Linked DNA regions of Rattus norvegicus: region 2 is linked to region 1. Evidence: chromatin contacts called from public Hi-C data. All regions are on one chromosome and are shown on one strand. Each heading gives the region's core, a stretch centred on a gene start, on an enhancer-like site or on the middle of the called end of the contact. The rest is flanking DNA. Distances are from core to core; before and after follow the strand shown.

The links. Hi-C and Micro-C count contacts between places; a contact is called where the count stands out from the background.
Region 2: a Hi-C map of psoas muscle shows a contact between it and region 1, with 6 times the contacts expected there. The contact joins two enhancer-like sites. A contact is called at or near these places in 2 of 12 Hi-C or Micro-C datasets (hepatocytes and psoas muscle).

The regions. Positions count from the first base shown.
Region 1 is chr19:62,362,352-62,366,769 of GRCr8, forward strand. The region is part of intron 3 of Cmip (c-Maf-inducing protein); the gene reads left to right. Among named protein-coding and RNA genes, the nearest start is that of Plcg2, 92 kb to the right of the region's middle. Within about 2 kb of position 2,405, at least 7 of the 93 cell types and tissues checked have an H3K27ac peak or open chromatin away from gene starts, as enhancers often do.
Region 2 is chr19:62,429,471-62,434,371 of GRCr8, forward strand. No RefSeq gene overlaps it. Among named protein-coding and RNA genes, the nearest start is that of Plcg2, 24 kb to the right of the region's middle. Within about 2 kb of position 1,626, at least 5 of the 93 cell types and tissues checked have an H3K27ac peak or open chromatin away from gene starts, as enhancers often do.

The DNA.
Region 1 (4,418 bases), core at 1,155-3,654:
AACCCCAGTGTCTTGTGCCTGCTCCTACCGCAGGAACAGTTTCCAGAGAGATGGCTGGTGTTGCCCAGGTAACGTCCCTTCCCTGACAAGCAGAGAGGGTGAGGACAGCCGTGGAGTTGACTGGCTCTGCCAGAGGGGAAACAGGAGACTCTGCCTGCTGGTTCTGTTTATTGTTGGCTGGTTCGGCTTTGCCACAGATGCTGGGAGCCTTTCTTAGTCTTGCCTGCTCTGGACCACTCCCTCCTAGGATTGGGTAGGTGATGTTATCCACAGTTGTGTAGTCAGGAAGTAGATGAGACGCCTCACGCCTGTCGTTTCGCGGGCAGCACAGCAAATCCTTGGTAGTAGTTATTCTTTTATTGCTGTGCAGATGAAGGACTACAAACAATAGACTAAATCCCAGGGCCCGTCTGCCCTTCTTTCCACAGTCTCCTCAGGGCTTACAGCGTAATACCGGGCGCGTTAGAGTAGAAGGCTTCACGTGGTCTTAGTTAGGTGCGTGGTGAGTACGTGGGCGGTAGGTGAGTGGCAGACGGGCAGTGAAGAGATGGGTGAAGGATGGATAAACCAGAAAGCGGATGGGTGAGGACCAGATGGATGATGAGTGGATAAACTCTTGGGTGAAAGACTGGTTAGATTAGTGGGTGGGAGATGGATTGGTGAATGAGTAGGGAAATGGGTGGATGAATATGGATGGGCGAGTAGAGGAATGGGTAGATAAATGGAGGTAAATGGGTGAGTAGATGGGAGACAGGAAGATGGGTGGATGGATGGATAGATGGATGGATGGATGGATGGATGGATGGATGGATGGGTGCATGAACAGCTGATGGTCAAGGACTAGAGAGATGGCTCAGTGGTTAAGAGCACCAGATGTTCTTCCAAAGGACCTGGCTTCAAATCCTAGCACCCACATGGTAGCTCACAACTGTAGCTCCAGTTCCAGGGGATTCCCTCTCACATACAAACACAAGCATGCAGAACACCAAGGTACATGAAATAAGAATAAATACATATTTTTCTTTAAAAAAAAGAGCTGATGGTCAGGTGGATGGGGAGATGATAGAAACAGAACTGAGATTTGAAATGAAGTCTGCTTATTGAAAAACCCATATTCTTAACAGGTCATGCTGCTTGTGGCTTTGTCTGCCGCTGTCTTCCTAGGAAGGCATTTTATATATTTTAAAAGAGCTCGTTTGAGGTATAAGTTACATGTCATTAAAGTTTAGCCATCGTAAGTGTACTACTCGATGATTTTAGTAAACTTACAGGCTTGAGCAGCTGTTACCCCAGTCTGGTTTCAGGACATGGCTACCCCCCTAAAGATGCCCTTTGTGAATCCCCGCTTCCCCTTTGCAGCCCCAGCACTGGCTGCTTCACTTTCTGTCTGTAATTGGACTTTTTTTTCTAGGAATTTCACATAAAAGGAATCCTACAGTTTGTGCCTTATATCTGACTTCGGTCACGAGGCACAGTGGCACAAGATACGTTCACTCTTTTTTTTTCCCCCAGTACTTGGCTCTGCACATCCTGTTCAGCCATGAGCTCCTTCCTTGAAAGCGATTGACCTTGTCTTGGGGGAAACTCACGGATTTGCCTCTGTGAGACTTGGCTTTTCTTTTGGGAGCAGGGAGGGTGTTAAAAACAATTACTGAGCTATGCTGTGAATGCGCGCTTAGCATTTTTCTGTCAGACAGACAGAGCCACAGCTCAGTGGTAGGAACTCCTGCTGGGTTTGAGCCCCAGGACAAGAGGATGGGAAGGAGGGGCTGTTGAGTGATTTTGCTATGTAACGGTCCATTAAAAAAAAGATTAATTTATTTATTATACAAGTACACTGTAGCTGTCCTCAGACACACCAGAAGAGGACATCGGATCTCATTACAGATGGTTGCGAGCTACCGTGTGGTGGCTGGGAATTGAACTCAGGGCCTCTGGAAGAGCAGTGACTGCTCTTAACCACTGAGCCATCTCTCCAGCCCATAACTGTCCATTTTTAATCCCCACCCCCATCCCCACTCCCACCCCCCACCCAAGAGCAGTGCGCTAGGATTAGTTCAACCACATCCTCACCGACACTTAGTATTGTTTGTCTTTTCCATCCCAGCCATCCCAGAGGTATTTCTGTACCATTGAACTGTGTATTTCCAAAGTAGCTTGTAATGGAGAATCATCACTCCCACCCCCATCTTTGTTTGTTTTGCTTTTTTGTTTTTTGTTTTTGTTTTGTTTTTTGAAACACAGGCTCTGGTAGTTCAGGCTGGGTTTGAACTCTTACACATTCAAGGATGACCTTGAGTATATCCGCCCCGCCCCGCCCCGCCCCGCCCCGCCCCGCCCCGCCCTGCCCCATGTTGGCAGCTGTGAGCGTCTTTTCACGTGTCTTCTCCCAAACTGGGATCTGAGTCATGAGCCACGGCTTGGCACAGCACAGTTGATGAAGGGCCAGATGGCAGCTCTTTGGGGCTCTAAGAGCCCCACTCGCTCAAATTTCTGTTGCATGTTCTGTTTGCTTTGAATTTTACAACTCTTAGAAAACCCCCTTTTGGGGGATGGGGTGTCATTGTGTACAAACAGCCGGGTTTGAACACAGGCCGCATGTTGCTGGTCCCACACTATGTCATTATCAGATCTTCTAACATCAGTCATGTGTCCGGCCACAAGACAGCTCCAGGACCCCTGTCCCCTCTTCCCCAGCTCAGGTCAAGGACTCCAGTGGCCCATGAGGCACACATTGGACAGAAGCCACTCGTGGTTTCTGGCAGGACAGGCTCAATGGGAAGACTGTGTCACCTCCAGAGAGCTAGGATTCTAGAAGTGGCTTCATCTTAGCCCCATTGGTGACTCATTGCCTGCTGAGCTCTTCAGAGTTCCTGGGATGATGCTAACGTGTCACCTGGGGTGTGGCTAAGGACCTGGAACCCTGGATGTTCTGCCCCACCCAACTCCTCTCCTATGTCTCACCTGCTAGTCACTGGTGTCCAGCCCATGGGTTTATTCCTGGCCCTTACCTGCCACCGAGCGTCCTTGACACCACTGGTCCTGAGGGACATGACAGAAGGAGTGAGCCCTTTAGAGCTTCATGACTGCCTAGCTTTAGCCTGGTTATTTCCCCCTCCTGGCTGGGGCTGTGTTGTGCATCAAGATCCCAACAGTCCTGCAGCAGCTGCTGTGGCCACTCCACCCCACTCCTGGCACCATTTGCCTTTGCAGGCTGCTCACCATGGGCACCGTGGAGTAGTGTCCCGAATGCTTATGGCCTTGAGAACATCCTCAAGCCAGCTGTGAGGAGTCCTTGAGAAGTGACTTACTGCTGCCCACATAGATGGCACTGTCAGGTTTCCATAACATCAGGGTAGAAGGTGCTGCCTATTGGCTGCTCACCCATCTCATCCCCTGTACCCGACAAGGTCTTCAAGTTTTCGGTTTCTTTAAAATTTTTTTTCAATTTGTTTTTAATGTACAGAGATGAGCATAATCGGTTTGGCTGGGTAGATAGATGGTCTGGAATAATTTATTCAAGGTCACTTAGCCCAACTTAATGAAGCCTGTGTCCCCCACATGCCGGTAGGAACACGGGTGGCTCTTGTTCAACCCATGCCTCTAGATCAGACTGTGGCCGTTCAGAGCAGATGAAACAAGAGTGAGAACCCTGGCTGAACTTCCCCGGGTGACTCCAGTAGAGCTGTCGGAGAACTGTCTTGCCTTCAGATGGCCAACGAGAAGAGGGGTCTCCCCGTCTCTTCCTCACTCTGCCCGCTGTTTCTTTTCATTGATCTGCCAGTCAGATGTTACTTGAACTCAGTCCGGTGGCTGAGTGGCTGCTTGCAGGGTAGTCTAACCTTGGGCTAAGACTCCAGCACCCAGGGTTTTACAACAATGCTCAGAGCGCCTAGCAAACCATGTGCCTTCTCCTACCCGGTGTTAGGTGAATGTTAGCCCTTGTCACAGCCTTGGCGTCGTGTCTGAACACTGTCTCTGAAATCAGGTATCCTGGTTATACAATAGTCATCCCTCAGCGCCAAGGGGGCATGGGGGGGTGGGGATCAGTCAGTACCAAGGCCAGGTCACTGAAGACAAGGAACTGGTCTCTGAAGCTGGTTTGCGCAGGCACTGAAGATAGGTCCTGTTTGCCTCTAACTCCCTTCCTCTCTGTCTCAATGATAGTGGTTCTCAACCTTCCTAATGCTGCACCCCTTTTACTGTGGGGACCCCCAAACCCCTGCCCCCAGTCATAGAATTATTTCATTGCTACTGCCTAATTGTAATTTTGCTACTATTGTGAGTCCTAATGTAAACATCGGATTGCAGGATATCTGATATATGACCCCCTGTGAAAAGGTTTGTTTGACTCCCAAGGGGGGTGTGACCCACAGGTCAGTCAGAGTTTGGTGTCTCCCTTAGTTACTTTCCGTGTG
Region 2 (4,901 bases), core at 376-2,875, 66 kb after region 1:
CATTTTAACCTTCTTGTGTGTACCAGGTGGAGCCCTGAGCTCCACCCATAGCCCCTGTTTGAGTCATTTTTTCCTACATACGGGTTGCTAACTTCTCCCTTTGATCACCCCTCTCAGTGCCTGACAATGTCTTTCTGATGTGAGTCTCTAACTGCTCCGTTTAGGTACTCTGTGGATCTTGGATAAGTGGATTCAAACAATGTATGTCCTTTATGTCTGGCTTATCTCATTGAACACGTCTTCCAGGGCCACCCTTATCGCAGTGTGGGTCATCACTGCCATCCTTTTGGGGCTGTATAATATTCCACTGTCTATATATACCCAACTTAAAATCGTTTATTGTGTTTTGTGTAGACATAAGTAATTGTGTCTGTGTGTGTGCAGGTACACGTGCCCCACAGTGTACAAGTGGAGGTTAAAGGACAATGTCTGGAAGTTTGTTCTCTTCTGCCATGAGGGTCCGAGGGACTAAGCTTAGGTTGTAAGCTTGGTTGTAAGCACCCTGACATGCTGAGCCATCTCACAGGCCCACAGCCTACACTGGGCTCACGTGTCCATCCATTGTCAGCTCATTGCTTTATTTATCCTTCCTTGTTCTTTCTCAGTTTTATATTTTGAAGTCAGGACCTTGTGATTGCCTGGGAACTCTTTAATTGTGTTTTATATAAATTGGCTTTTAAAGTGTCCCTAAGAATGTAAGCAATGGGGGTTGGGGATTTAGCTCAGTGGTAGAGCGCTTGCCTAGCAAGCACAAGGCCCTGGGTTCGGTCCTCAGCTCTGAAAAAACAAAAACAACAACAACAAAACAAACAAACAAACAAAAACAAATAAAGAATGTAAGCAATGGATCCACTTTGACTGAGGAAATAGCACTCCCTCGACCAAGAGCACATGCCTAACAGACAGAAGGCCCGGGTTTCCATCCACCGGACCATTTGAAAAGCAAGCCCCTAACTGGGTAGGCTACACAGAGAAACCCTGTGTCAAAAACCAAACCAAAAACAGCACAACAAACAAACAACAAAGAAAACAAAACTCTTACTAGTTATGCTCTGTAATTTTGTTTGCTTTTTTGTTTGTTTGTTTGTTTGTTTGTTTTTAAGAAAGGGTTTCTCTGTGTAGTCCTGGCTGTCCTGGAACTCTCTCTGTAGATCAGGCTGTCCTCAAACTCAGAGATCTGCCTACCTCTGTCTCCTGAGTGCTGGGATTAAAGGTGCATACTTTTCCTTCTTTCTTTCTTTCTTTCTTTCTTTCTTTCTTTCTTTCTTTCTTTCTTTTGAGTGTGTGTGTATGTGTGTGTGTTTTTAGAGAGAGATAGAGATAGAGATAGAGATAGAGAGAGAGAGAGAGAGAGAGAGAGAGAGAGAGAGAGAGAGACTTGAGTTCGTAGAGGACAATTTATGGGAGTTGGGTTTTTTCCTACCATGTGGGTCCCAGGGACCAAACTCAGGTCATCAGGCTTGACCACAGTCCCCTTCATCAAAAGCCAGGTTCTCTTGTCTTGGCAGCCTTAGACTCACAAGTAAATCAAGAGGAAGGTAGTGAGCCCTCCTCAGTTCCCATCACCTATACACACATCAGAACCTCTTTCCTTTCACCACCTTGTATATATCACATGTGTGTGTAGATTTTTAGCTTACAGCCCTCGGGTCACTGCTACACAAATGGTGTCAAAAGACACCCCAGAACCTTGAACCTGTGTTTTTCAGCCCTGTTTAGGAAATAGAATCCCACTCCCAGTGTCGTGTGCCCCCGACTCCTGTGCCCCGGCAGCTTACAAGCCTGGTGCCTTCCTAGATCAGGAGTTGGGGAGGGAGGAGCCTGCAGCCACTTCCCAGTCTCTGCTGCCCCCTGGTGGCGTTATCGGTAACAGTCTAGCACATCAGGTAGTGTCCAGTGCTGGTGGTGGTGTGAGGTACCCGGGGACACTGGAGGGCTCCACCCTTCTTTTCCTGCTCCTTCTTTTCCTGGATACTCTCTACACAGCTCCGTGTTGACTTTAGCAGGGAGAAATCACAGCACGAGACTGCAACAAACGGAGACACGGCACCCTTGCCTTGGTTTCCCCGACTTGACCACCGTGCCTTTGGATGTGGTCCTGAGAATGCTGTGGTTTGTTTAGTCACGGGGTCCTGTAGTCTCATCATTCCTGCCACCTATGCCTGGGTTGTTCTCTGCCAAGGGAGCCCCTCCCCACTTGATGCCATCTGTCTCCAGAAGCATCTTCAGTTGGGATAGATATGTCTCCAGACAGGGAGATGTCCCTAGGCATAGAGCTGACATGGTCTGCCCATTTCATTTAACTGCAGATAAACAGCTCATGGCTTTTTGTGTCACTGTGTCCCAAAGATCAGGTGTTTTTACTTACTTGGCTCTAGGAAGCTTACCTAGGGGTCACAGTCACCCTGACTGACAGCCAGTGCCCTGGTGAGTTTTGGGTGCCTGTTTAGATAAGAATGTGTACCAGACCGGTGCAGAGACCACAGACAGGGAAGTGAAAGTTAGGGCAGAACTTGGTGGGGCCTGGAGGGGGTGAGGCACTGCCTCAAGATGCTGTGTGGTACTGCCCAGCAGTGGAGAAAGCGTACCATTTAGTCTAAATGTCCTGTGGTAACAGCTTTTAGGGTTAGACTGGGAAAGGGAGACCTCCAATTATTTTAGCACTCGGGGGTGCTGCTGGATTCCAGACAGTTTGGGGCTCATCACAACCAAGGCTATAATTCCCCTCTGTTTTTCCCTAGAGAGGACCCATGACCTGAGGGCCACTAGTCCATATTCAAGAGGTAGAAAGAGGCCCAGAGAGGGGCAGCCACTGGCTGAGAGTTGCACAGCTGACAGGGTAGTGAGGCAGAACTGAGCTTCAGGCTTTCAGGCTAGGATCTTCCCCTGGGGCAGAGCTCAGGAGAATTCATTTCTGAAAAGTTCTCTGGGAGTCTCCAGAATTTTCCAAAGTATCCTGAAAGCAAGAAGCAGACTAACATGGAGTCCTCCCAAGTCAAGACACGCTCAGTACTGTTCTGTGAGTGGCATGACCCCCTTCTCAGCCTCTCCTAGGATGGCAGTGTCGGTCTCTGTCTGATGGAGAGAGGCAGTGCGGGGTGATATGGGAATGTGGAACCTTGTCAGTTCCCAGTTCCTGGTTAGCAATTCTTTCTGTGTTTCATTGCCTGATATCTACCCTGACAGAGAGTAGGGCACAGTAGAAAGACCTGTGTGGCCAAAGACCTGGAGGCTAAAGGAACAAGGCCCCTTCAAACAGGCAGAGCCCTGAGGGGTTGGTTGATGAGGTATATGAAGTGGTAGAAAGATAGGATGGAGGTGTTGCATGACCAGGGTTAGCCAGCAGGGGCTAGAAGCCTTGGAAGATTCAAGATGACAGAATGTTACTTGATATAAGTTCTGAAAGCCTTTTCTGGACATTGTGCCCAGTTCCTAGTGGATGCAGGGCTATGCACTGGAAGGATCAAAGCCAAGGTGACCAGAGTGTCCTGGAGCTCACTAACCACCCAGGAGAGTCCCTCTGACAGTAAGGAGCAGCTTCACACCTCTGTAACTCTCATCACAGGGCCCAGAGTCCACCTCGAATGAACTTTGGATGGCTGAGAATGGCTGTAATGTCCCTGTTGGTGTTGGCTTTGAACAGAGTGTGCCTATCTATCTCTTCAATGGGTCCTTCAAGGACAAATGGGCTTTTCCTGCACAGGGAAACTGAGGCATGGTTCTCTAAAGAATATTTTTTTTTATTTTTTATTTTTTATTTTTTTTAAAGATTTATTCATTATATGTAAGTACACTGTCACTGACTTCAGACACACCAGAAGAGGGCATCAGATCTTATTACAGATGGTTGTGAGCCACCATGTGGTTGCTGGGAATTGAACTCAGGACCTCTGGAAGAGCAGTCGGGGCTCTTAACCGCTGAGCCATCTCTCCAGCCCCTCTAAAGAATATTTTGAGAACATGGGGACCCATTCTCTCCCATGTCCCTTATGTAGAAGGGTACATCTTTACCCCTGACTTTCACAATTCCTGTGTGCAGTAAACCATCTCTAGCTTCTGTTGAAGATCTAGTGTAGTAGCAGCACTATGCAAATCAGGTGTGTGTGTGAGTGTGTGTGTGTGTGAGTGTGTGTGTGTGAGTGTGTGTGTGTGTGTGTGTGTGCGAGCACTCACACAGAGGCCAGAGGAGGACATCAGCTGTCCTGTCTGCTCACTCTGTACCTTAGTCCCTTGAGATAGGATCTCTCACTGAGCCTGGAGTTAGGCTGGCAGCCAGGAACTCATAGGTATCCTCCTGTCTCCCACCCCTACAACGCTGGGTTTCTAGGCACATGCACATCCAAACCCGACCTTTTGTATTTTATTTTTAAACATAGGGACTAGGGATTTGAACTCAGATCCTCATGCTTGCACAGCAAGCACTCTTTCCCACTGAGCCATCTCCCCAGGTCCAATAGTTCATACACTTTACAAAACGATTACCAGGAGCAGTGATTTTCCTTACTTGTGATCCTAAATTTCCAAAATGGTTTGGTATTCTATAAACAGGACTATTGGTGGTGCTGAGGATGGGAGCGTGCTTGGGAAGAGAGCTAGAATAAACATGAACTGTCTGGAATAACATCAGAAAAGGTTATGACAGTGCTTATTTTGAAGACAGGGTCTCGTGTAGCCCAGGCTGGCTTAGAACTTAGGTAGCAGAAGCTGGTCTTGAACCTGTGATCTTCTTGCCTCCAAAGCTGTAGTGCTGGGGTTGTAGGCATTCGGTGGCATGCCTGGCTAGGAAGTATACATTTTGAAAGACTCTAGGACAGAAGAAAGAGGAAAAGACAAGATTGGATTCCTCCCTCGCTGGGTGTGTGGTGCAAACCTAGTTCAAGGCATGCTGAGGCGGGAAGATG